2 separate regions of the Mus musculus genome follow, and region 2 is linked to region 1. A link is a contact called in public HiChIP or PLAC-seq data. All regions are on one chromosome and are shown on one strand. The core of a region is the stretch at or near the end of the contact, and the rest is flanking DNA. Distances in the headings are between cores, read along the strand shown. Region 1 overlaps Shroom3 (shroom family member 3). Region 2 overlaps Gm36764 (a long non-coding RNA gene).

What was found. HiChIP or PLAC-seq counts read pairs in DNA pulled down with a chosen protein or histone mark.
Region 2: an HNF4G HiChIP or PLAC-seq map of pancreatic cancer cells shows a contact between it and region 1. The contact joins two enhancer-like sites. A contact is called at or near these places in 1 of 15 datasets of contacts at CTCF or cohesin (large pre-B cells) and 5 of 115 datasets of contacts at active chromatin or transcription factors (embryonic stem cells, pancreatic cancer cells and stem cell-derived neural progenitor cells).

What each region holds. Positions count from the first base shown.
Region 1 is chr5:92,760,257-92,766,071 of GRCm38.p6, reverse strand. All of the region lies in intron 1 of Shroom3 (shroom family member 3), which reads right to left. Among named protein-coding and RNA genes, the nearest start is that of Mir1961, 25 kb to the left of the region's middle. Within about 2 kb of position 2,266, at least 65 of the 459 cell types and tissues checked have an H3K27ac peak or open chromatin away from gene starts, as enhancers often do. A contact at or near this core is called in pancreatic cancer cells, where this site is marked.
Region 2 is chr5:92,995,556-93,001,370 of GRCm38.p6, reverse strand. The region is part of intron 1 of Gm36764 (a long non-coding RNA gene); the gene reads left to right. Among named protein-coding and RNA genes, the nearest start is that of Gm36764, 11 kb to the left of the region's middle. RefSeq lists an enhancer at 3,077-4,104. Within about 2 kb of position 3,605, at least 106 of the 459 cell types and tissues checked have an H3K27ac peak or open chromatin away from gene starts, as enhancers often do. A contact at or near this core is called in pancreatic cancer cells, where this site is marked.

The sequences.
Region 1 (5,815 bases), core at 1,017-3,516:
CCCAGCAACCACATGGTGGCTCACAACCATCCGTAAGGAGATCTGATGCCCTCTTCTGGTGTGTCTAAAACTACAGTGTACTTACATATAATAAATAAATAAATAAATAAATAAATAAATAAATAAATAAATCTTTTTAAAAAAAGAATAAACTTTACTTTAAAAACAAACAAACAAACAAACTAGATGTCTGATGAACCTAGTGGTGTCATTAATACTGTTCACTGAAAATTCTTAAGGGTGGGTCTGATGGCACAGGATGCCAGCTACTCTGTAAGCAAAGGTAGGAAGACTGCAAGTTCAAGGCTAGGCTGGGCCACTTAGTGAGACTCTGTCTTAAAATAAATAACTATTAAAAAGCTGGAGTCATAGGTCAGTGACAGAGTGCTTACATAAGCATTCACGGGGCCCTGAATTCAATCCTTAATACTTAAAAAAAAAAAAAAATAGTTCCCAGCTTCCCACCTTGGCCACAGTCTGAGACTAGAAGCTGGACAGTAGTATGGGACAAGGAAGCCATTTCTGGTTTTTTGTTTTTTTTTTACAGGAAACCATGTTGCCTCTACTTCTCCAGGTGTTCTTTCCTTGGGCACAGTGACTGACAATGTTGGAATAGACAGTAGGGGCTAGTCACTCTGTCACTTAGGGCTGAGTAGCTAGGTGAGCTGCTGTCCTGCAGACATGCTATGGACATAAAGAATGAGCAAGGAACAGGAGTTGGGGAGGTGCTTGTTGTAAAGGCATGAGAACCCAGGTTCAGATCCCAGCACCCACATGACTTCCCGGTGTGTGTGTGTGTGTGTGTGTGTGTGTGTGTGTGTGTGTGTGAGATGTGTGTATGTACATGTACCTATATACACATATGTTACCACATATATGTGAACATACACACATGTATACATACCACATACAGGCAACATGAAAACAAAAAGAAGAAGCAAGACATAAACCTGTGTTTAAGCTAACAAGGCTTCCATTTCTGTTTCATTCAGACAGAAAACCATGATAAATGGTTCTTTAAATCTAAAGGCATTTATTTCTATTTATAACCATTTCTGAAATAATTCCAGGAGTCTTATTCCATGTTCCTAAAAGAGACCTTCTGCATTACCCTAGTGTGTTTACATTTAAGGTAAACAATGTTTTCAGTCTATCCTGTATATATCTAACCACAGACCAGCTATTATTATGTATATAGATAAAATATATGACATGGAAGCTAGACAGATGGTATACACTCCTGTAATCCCAGCACTCTGGAAACACTGGCAAGAGAAACGCTGTGAGTTTGAGGCAGTCAGAACCAGAGTGAGTTCTGGGCAGACTGGGTTATATAACCAGACCCCTTCTCAAAACAAATCAGTACAAAAGGATGAGAATTTCTTACTAGCCACATCAACAGAGCTGGGTTCTTTGGGAAGGAAATAAAATATATAAGTTGCATATGTATTTTATATGTTTTATATGTATATATCATGTATTTATTAAAAAGTAAACCCACTTTTTGTTTTGAGACAAGTCCTCACTATGTAGCCCTGGCTAGCCTGGAACTTATTATATACACAAGGCTGGCTTCAAACTCACAGATATATATATACCTGCCTATGCCTCTCCAGTAGATGGTTGAGATTAAAGGTGTGTGCCATCATTCCTGGCCACAGAATTACTTTTAATATTAATATTGGTCTGTTTGTTTGTTTGAGTAAGCGTCTCTCACTACATAGCTTTGGATGCCCTGGAGAGCTCTCTGCAGACTTGGTTGGCCTTGAACTAACAGAAATCTGCCTGCCTCTACCTCTAAGTGCTAAGATTAAAGGTGTGTGCCATCACACATGGCTTAATATTAATATTAATATTGGAGCCGGGCGTGGTGGTGCACGCCTTTAATCCCAGCACTCGGGAGGCAGAGGCAGGTGGATCTCTGAGTTCGAGGCCAGCCTGGTCTACAAAGTGAGTTCCAGGACAGCCAGGGCTATACAGAGAAACCCTGTCTCAAAAAACAAAACAATATATATATATATATATATATATATATATTAATATTGGAACTTGGCCTGTAGCAGACAGGAATGTCTTGTGGCAAGGGTGCCTAGTAATACCATTGTCTCCAAGGAAATGGCCTCTTTGTCCCTGCAAAAGAATTCTCAGAAGTAGCTGAGCTACACGGAAATGCAGCAATAAAACTCCCAAGGATACCTCAGGCCTGTCAGAGATAACAATAGTATTTTCTTAGTCATCACCGTGAGCCTCCAATATTTACAAGCTGTAGGAGATTCCAGAGGCCAGAAAGATACCGGAGCACCAACCAGCAGAAGGGTTTCTTCACTCTGTGGTTCTCAACAATGATTTGTTTACTTACCATCTCTCAGAGGCCATATGGTGGTTAAACTTTACAGCCAGATGGTAGCGTTCAAATCCTCCCCCAGGCTGAGAAGTTATGTGACCTTCAACAAGTTATTTGAGCTCTCTGACCTGTTCCCTTCATATGAGATAAAGCTAGAAATACTTCACAGAATTGTTAAGAGTATTAAGTCAAGGAATGCATGTAAGGCATGCAGGAAAACAGCCCAGTGAACACTAAGAATATTCAGTCATTTGAATTTTCCTTTGTAAATCAGGAATGCAAATACTTTTCGGTAGCCAGCAGTAAAAGATTGGAAATGTGTTATAAAACACTTGAAGTTTTTTGTTTGTTTGTTTGTTTTTACGTTTTTGCTAGGCAAAGACTCTACCACTGAACCACACACACCTCTAGCCCAATTTAAAACAAACAAACAAACAAACAAAACACCCCAAACCACTGAGAAGTGTTACAAGGTATAGCTAAGTTAGTGATCACAGTGGCTCCGTCAATTCAGAAATCAGCTAAATCACTTAGCTGATGCCTAGAGAGAGCATCCGATCAGACATGGACCCTGGAAGTGCAGGCAGGTGGAACAACAGAAGTCACAGAGGCAAGGAAGAGAAGACATCGTGTTTTCCACCTGTTAGGATACTGAGGACCCATTCTCACCAGCATATACGAACATTTTGTCAACCGTAACACTAAGAGAGCAATATTAAATAAGATGTCTATGCTGGCTACAATTATGTCAACTTGGCACAAGCTAGAGTCATTTGGGAAAAAGGACTCTCATTTGAGAAAATGGCCCTACCAGTTGTCCTGTGGGGGAGACTGCAGTGCATTCTCTTCATTCATGATTGATGGTTTATATGGGAGGGTCCAGCTCACTGTGGCTGATGGATCTGGGTGCTATGTGGGGTGAGCAAGTCATGAGGAAAAACCATGGGTGCCTGCCTCCAGGTCCTTGTCTGGAGTTCCCGCCTTAGATTCCCTAGATGAAAGATTATAACCCCTTCCTCTCCAGGGTGGTTCTGGTCCTGTTGTTTTATAACAGCAATAGAAACTCTAATTAAGACCACGCCCAAGTCGACAGTTATAAATACGCAGAGCCAAAATTCAAATTTGGACTTAGACCTGAAGCCAAAGTACATCACAGCCTTCCCATTCGAGTCTAAACAGGCAACCCTTTAACAAATGGAGGCAGAAACTTCCCTGGTGTAATTAAACACTGGAGGCTAGTGGTGGGTGGGAAGCTGCACACTGATCAGCATAGCCCTCCAGCCACCTTCAGGGCAACATGTCTTGGTAAAACTACTGGAAACGAAGTCATTATATAGTCTCTGGACACCTAGGCCTTCAAAGTCCCCTCTACCACACCCAGCACCATCTACAGAAAGGAGTCCACAAATAGACAGCAGTGCCAGCGGTAGAGCAGACACACACTGTGTGGATGAACGAACAGAGGAAATAAACACAGGCTCCAGGTCCTTAAGAATTTCTCTGAGTCCTTTAGACCCAAATTCCAGACTTCCTCTAACCACCCTTTGGCTTTGAACTTCCTGTTATCAGAATTCCGTTCCACTCCCCAGCCCTACTCCCACACCCCAACCCCACACACAAGGCTTCCTGTGGTATCCACAAGCCCTCAGGTCCACCTCCTCATTCCATGGAGACTTCTCTCTCCTGCATCACCGGCAGACTTACTGCCAGGATGACTCTTGCTCCCACTGTAGATGCCCATGACCTATAGACCCCTCTAACACTGTCTTCCCGGGCTCCCTGCCTAGGTAGCTTCCATATGCACTTCCAGGTCAGGCTCTCACTCTGCACACCACTAATATGCCGTCCCTGTCTTAACATCAAAGGTTTCTCTGACCACCTCCGCTTATCTTGGCTTACGTTGGCTTTATGATGTAACTTAGATGCTGTAAAGGTCACTCACCCTTGTAAAATACACAACCTATTGGGGCTCTAGTTTATTCATGGAGTTGTACAAACACCATCATAAGTGACTTTGGAATATTTTTTTAAAGGGTGATTGTCTTTCTCCCTTTTTTCTTAAGGAGTTATTTATTTATTTAATGTATATGAGCACACTGTCGCTCTCTTCAGACACACCAGAAGAGGGCATCAGATCTCATTACAGATGGTTGTGACCACCATGTAGTTGCTGGGAATTGAACTCAGGACCTCTGGAAGAGCAGTCAGTGCACTTAACCGCTGAGCCATCTCTCCAGCCCCGTTTGGAATATTTTTATCACTCTCCCTAGAACCACCATGTCTATAGGCACAAGCCCCCAGCTCATCTTCCCACTGCTGTCAGCTCCACAAAAGTCTACTTAAAATGATCTTAATTTTAATGGCTATGTGTGAGTGCCTGCATGAATCCACGTGCACCACCACGCATAGCTGGTACCTTCAGAGGTCAGGAGAGGATGTTGGATGCCTTGGAACTAGAGTTACAGGCAGGTGTAAGCTGCCACATGGGTGCTGGAAACCAAATCTGGGTCCTCTGCAAGAGCAGCAAGCCAGCCTTTTCTTCCGCCCCTTCAAGTCTGCTTTATCACCTTGCCTAGTCAGGATATTTTATATCATATAGTACATGGCCTTTGGTGGCTGGCTTCTTTCACTTACCTTCTTCACAATACCTTCAAGGATCATTCAGACTTTAGCACAAACAAATTGCTTTTTTACTATACTAAATGGTATTCCGTGAATGGATAGAGGCATTTGGGTCATTTCTACTTTGTGAGTCCTCTGAAGTAAATACTCTGCTCCTAAACTAAAGGGGACTTAAAGTAGACTGTGTAACAAACCTATTAAAACCTATCTTTACTTTCTGATGCCTTCCATATAACCTCCTCTAAGCCCCTCTCCTGCCTTAGAGACTCTGGCACCCACTCTGTTATCAACCCTCAGAGTGGTCAGGCCACGCCCCGCTACAGCTGCGCCTCTCCTCACTGTCACGGTCCATCTTCCCTTACATTCTGTCAGAGTTCTGGGAGGTCCTTGGCTTTGCCCTACTCTTGGGGTTCTGGTGGCCCTTTGTCCTTGCTCGGTTCTTTGTCTACACCCAGGTCCTGGCCCCTCTTTTGTGACCTCCGGCACTTTTCAGAACCTCTGTTCCTTTTTTCCCATCACCCTGACAAGCCTATGCGTTTCTTCTGGACCTCAGTTCATTATGCTGATCTCTGAGTTCACCCATTTTCCTTTTGCAAACCAAGGCTTACAAAGACGCCCTCCTTCCCCGTCTTTCCCTCCCTACTCTGGGCCCACTTGACTTAAACAAATACCTTCTTCTGTGGATGACACTCAGTCTTTGCCATCCAAGGATTCCTGGGTTAATATTAACAGCGTTATTAATAGCAGAGCCAAAATTCAAATCCAGAATTGAGGTCAAAATCATCATAACCCTCCTAACTGAATTCTAAACCAGGCAGCCTTTTACCAAACAGAGGCAGATGCTTGATG
Region 2 (5,815 bases), core at 2,356-4,855, 230 kb before region 1:
GAGAATCCATAACTGTCTAGGTGACAGAGATGAAGAGAGATGGTGAGACTTGAGAACACTTTAGGCTGCATACCGTGGAACCCAGTGACCCCCGGGAGCACCATGAGTTTGCTGCACCCACGGAGGCCCCAGGTTTCTGGATTGGAGGACTAGCTGCATGGGAGGAGACGTGGGCCGGGGGAGGATGAATGTGCTTGCAGGGAGATGATGAATTCCACTTCTTATTTTCAGATCTGCTGAGTCGAAGGGACTTGCCATATAGCTAAGCAGCCAGCTACTCGAAGGAAAATATCAGCTTCAGTTTTATTCAAAGCCTCCGAAGGAGTCACTAGGAAAGCAGACTGACATTTTTTTTCCTCCCTCTCTCTCAAAAGACTTGTTCTTCAGCCTTCCAAAGAGTGTATAGGACCAGATGTGCCACTTGCGTAATGCTGGCGGCTCTCTGTGCGCGGCCCACTTCCTGTTTATTTTCATCAAGGGACCCACGCTCTGCTCCTTCCTCTCGGTTCTTATTTGGGAATTCACTGATTGGGACCCAGAACCACTTACTTGGTCTCCCTGGTAGGAAGCCAAGCTGTCATCTTCGAGGCTTAAAGTAAAGAATAATATACTTGATTTGTAGAGCAGAGGTTCTCAGCTTGTGGGTTGTGTCCACTTTGGGGGTAGACGGACTCTTTCGCAGTAGTTGCATATTCCACGTATTGGATATTTATAATCCAATTCACAACAGTAGCAAAATTACAGTTATGAAGTAGCAAATAAAATAATTTTGTGATCAGGGATCACCTCAACATGAGGAACTGTACTAAGGGTCCCAGCATTAAAAGGGATAAGAACCATTGTTGTGGAGAGTTATAAAATACACCCCAGCCTTCCTGTGGCTGGGATGGCCGCTTGGTTTTGAAGCTTTGACTTACCTTCAGAAGGCTTGTCACAGAAGAAATACATCATTGATTTGCTCTGTTTTTAGATGGCTTGGTTCGCTCCCATTCTAAATCTACTCTCTCCGCTGCTGCATTTTTAAGACGTTACTTGGCAGGGTCTGGTTTAGCTTTATCAGCTGGTCTGCCTCTCTATCCCAGCTCCCTGAGGCTGGAGGACATACCCCTACGGCCTTCCTCCTTCTGCCTGAACTGGGGCAGTCTCTCTCCACAGGCCGCTGTTTTCCTTCCTCTTGGGAAATGCAGTGGACAGGAGACTGGAGGGTTAGGACTTTGGAATTTGGTGGCAACCCATTGCTTCTCAGGTCTGTGACAACAGAACCTTAATGGTTGTTTGCTTGTTGTGCGCTGTTGTAATAGATCATGTTTTTCTACATTTGTTCCCATCTTCTCCCGGGACTTAGTTTCTTCATCTGTGAAATGGGGACAGTGTAATACTCCATGTGTCTTTCCCACTTCACACACTCCTAAAGATCCTGACCGACACACAGATAGTCCCTGGGAAGCCTTATTAAGATGGGTGTGATTAAAGTGATATGCCTATTTTTTGAATCTGTTCCATATCTATGGCTTTTCTTAGAGAGTACTTACCAATCCCTATTTTGACAATCTGGGAGAATAATAATTATAATAACGCTATCATTTTTTCAAGTTCAAAACAAGAATTTATTCTTTATTTTTTTTCCTTAAAAAAATGTACCAGGTACAATTTTCCCATTCTTTTTGTTTGTTTGTTTTGTTTTTCAAGTTTCAGCAAATGCTTGTTCCCCTGAGCCAAGCCCCAAGTGTTAATTGCTGAGGCTGGGTCAGAGTCTTAAGTGGGGGCTGGAGTAAGTGGGAACCATATGACTGGATGAGGGGCACTCTTCATTCCAGCTGAGGTAGGTGGGTCAGAGTCTGGTCAGGTGAGAGGAGGTTCCCCAGTCCTTAGGCCTGACTTTGTTCTGGACACCTTCCTCAGTCAGGACAACAAAGCAAGGAGACACAGGCAGGAGGAGAGGGACAACTGAGTCTGAGCCCTAGGTCAGAGATGGTTAAACCCCTGTGTTACACATACATGCACATTCTGTCTCTCTCTCCCTCTCCCTCTCCGTCTCTCTCTCTCTCTCTCTCTCTCTCTCTCTCTCTCTCACACACACACACACACACACACACACACACACACACCCTACACAAACCCAAGTTTGTATGCACACACACAGTTGTACACACACACACACACACACACACACACACACACACACACACTGGCTTTCAAAGATGGGTTAAAGGTCAGGGAAGGGAAAAGGAATAGAGAAAACAGAAGGAAGCTGAGTCTTTGGCTAAGTGACTCAGTTCCTCTGGAATAAAACCTCTGCCCTTAGCCAGAGGAGAGCAGCTCTCCCCGTGCCCGACATTAGCTTCTTCAAGTCCTGAGGTTGGAGCAATATCTGAGAGTGGGGTGATGCCAATTATCAGGTTTGGGAGGTCACCAAGGCAATCCAATTTGAATAAATTATAAATTAAAAATAAATAAAATAATAAGTGGCCCCTACCCAGGTCAGGGAGGCAACGCTGGCATTACTTGCCTGGGAACTTGGGACAATCTCAGGGTGGCCTGGGAAACCCAAGGGAGGGGCCAGGCACATGGAGTACCCAGAGCAGACAGGGAATGGAAGGACTAACGCTATCATTTATTAAGACTTACTAGGGTACATAAGGAGTGCATTAGCAGTCTCATTCGGACAAGGCATGGTGCCCCGTGCCTGTAACATCAGCCAGCCTTCTGAAGATTGAAGAGGGGTGGGGGTGGGGGATCTGAACTGAGGGTCAACTTGAGTTCTATAACCTACTCTACTTTTGTTATAATTAACGACAGAGTGCTTCCTAAACAAGCACAAAGCCCCAGGGTAGCTCCCCAGTACCTCAAAAAGGGGGGGAAGTCCCCATTTGAGAAGTGGAAATAAATATTTTTCAGATGAGTTACTAGCCCATGAGGGGTGGAAATAGACAACTTTAATCCGCACAGTGCAGAAGGAAAGAGACAGAAACAGGCTTGAGGTGTGGCTCACTATCTCCTAGCATTTCTTTCTTTCCTGATCCACCTGCCTCTGCCTCCCAAGTGCTAGGATTAAAGGCATGGACCTCCAGCCAACACTGTCATCTCATCCTTGCTGCCCCTCCCATGTCAACATGCCCACTCTTTCCCCTCCTGCCCCTTCCCACCCCCTCTGCAAAAGCATGTTTATTTACAGGCTTCAAAAGTGTCTGAAAAACTACCAAGGAAATAAGGGGAAAGCCTCAGGCCATTCACTCCTGTGGGAAAAGGAAGTGAGGGACAGAAAGGGGCATCAGGATTAACTGGTCAGAGCAACTCTGGACTGTGTGGTTTACTCCAGGCATCCCAGAGGAGGTGACACATCCTGTAGTCTGCTTCCTGCAGAGGAGCGACTCTCCTACGTGACAGTGATGTCTTCCACTTTAAGTCTTGCTTGGCTTGGGGGTTGGAGAGAGAGAGCTGCAGGGAGAGGGGGCCCCAACAGGAAATGGGGAGGGGAGAGGAGGAGGACTCTGGAAGAAAAGCATCTGGAATTCATCTCTTGGGGATAAGCCTAGCAGGCCCAGGCTCTGGGAACTCGGCTGGCCTCTGCTGCACAGCCTTCTAGTCTTGCTTCCTAGTGTGTAACCAACCACATGAGACAGCCTGCACAGCAGGCATTGGAGATATCCAGCAGAGATGGAGAGACTCTCCTTGGGAGATGAGGGCTGCTTCCAAGACTTAAAGGGCTGCGCAAGTTGCACAGGCTGTTGCAAGGTATGCAAGCTGGAAGAACAAAACCATCCCTGAGTAAACAGGCTGACTGGAGGGCAGTGTGGCCTGCACATGTGTGGGCCCTTAGTGCTCAAGGGATGGTATGAACACAGGAGCTGACGGAAGGAGGCTTTTCCAAATCCATTTGCACTGGGCTCTGCTTTCCAGAGGAGCCCTGGGGAGGAACATGAGATAGCCCCAGAGCAACATCTTAAGAAGGTCTTTAAAGTACTCCAGGCTTGTTTTAGATTTGGGGGAAAAAAACAGTTCTGGAATCATCTTGGACTGTCCATGAAGTCCGGAGAAGCTGTTTTGGAAATGTAATCCAGTCATGTCATTTCCCTGCTTGGAAAACACCAGAAACTCCTGCTGAAAGAGTTGTTCTCACCGGCCTTCCTGACAGGCGCCTTCCTGACAGGCTCCCAGCGGAAGGCTCCAGCCCTGTTAGCCACTTGGTCCTCCAAGCTTCAGGTTCAGGCCCTTTGAACCTGCTATTGTTTTTGCATAGAAGAGTGGTGTTTCCAGTGCCTGGATGAAGTGTGTGAGCCATCTATGTACAATGGGATAAGACTCGGCCATAAAAATAATAGGATCTTGTCATTTCCATCAGCATAGGTTGAGAAGTTATGATAAGTGGAATCAGCCAGACACCGACGGGCAAGGGTTGCCTGATGATGACACTCATCTGTAGACTATAAAAACTCTGACCTTGTTGCAGTTCAGAACAGTATAGTGATCCTCAGGGGCTAGCGTCAAACTGGGGAGGGTAAAGCATGTATCGATGGGTGTAGCCTTCAAGCAGATGGGAGAATCCGTTCTGGAAACTATAAGCAGGTGTCAAGATCTGTGGCCTACAAGTAGGTACACATCAGTTAGGAACAAAATTGAGGGTTGGACGTGCTGCTGAGTGGAGAGCATGCTTAGCACACGCAGTCTGTGGGTTCAACCTCCAGTACCTCATTAACAAACCAACTCACGTCAGCAAACGGAGTCGCTGGCCCCAGGGGGTGGTTGTACTGTTAAACTCCAGACTCTGGCTTGGTTTTGAGCGCTGAGGTAATTCAGTGGGACCTGGCTGTAGCTGGGATCTTGGAGGCTGTCATGCAATGATGGGCTCTTTAGGAGTCAAGGCCTCATGGGAAGGCATGGAGGTATGTCCCGCCACCTCCTGTCTCTTTCTTTGCTTCCTGGCTGCTAAGATGTGAGCTGCATCCCCCACAGGCCTACACCAAGATGCTCTGTCTTACAACAGGCAACAGGCCAACCGACTGTGTACTAGAATTCCCAAATTGTAAACCCAAATGAGCTTTTCTTTCCTGCTGTTTCCCTTGTGTTTTTAGGGACTGAGTCTGTTTGTTTGTTTGTTTGTTTGTTTTGTTTTTGTTATTGTTTTTTTAAACCTGATTGGCCTGGAGTATTTTGTCACAGTGAAGGGAAATTGCCAAACACAACTTCTCTTAAAAATTGTATCTCGGGGGCTAAAAAGTTGGCTCAATGCTTAAGAGCACTGGCTGAAGGCTGGAGAGATGGCTCAGTGGTTAAGAGCACTGACTGTTCTTCTGAAGGTTCTGAGTTCAAATCCCAGCAACCACATGGTGGCTCATAACCATCAGTAATGACATCTGACGCCCTCTACTGGTGTGTCTGAAGACAGGTACAGTGTACTTACATATAAATAATAAATAAATCTTAAAATAAATAAATAAATAAATAAATAAAAGCACTGGCTGCTCTTCCAGAGGTCCCAAGTTCAATTCCTAGTAACCACATAGTGGCTCACAATCATCTGTAATGGTATCCGATGCCCTCTTCTGGTGTGTCTGGAGACAGCTACAGTGTACTCATATACATAAAATAAATAAATAATTTTTAAAAATTGTATCCCAGACATCATAGAACACAGAATGAGTTATGTAGTGAGGATAGCTGTCGCTTTATGTGTTCTGAGTGATATAAAGTTAATTTTTTCAGTTTTGACAGCCACTGGAGTTGACAGATGTCAGCCCATTCCCCCATAGCCACTTCCTACTAATGAGAAGCTGCTTTTGACTGAAGCTCAGAGGTGTAATTAAGGTGTAATCAT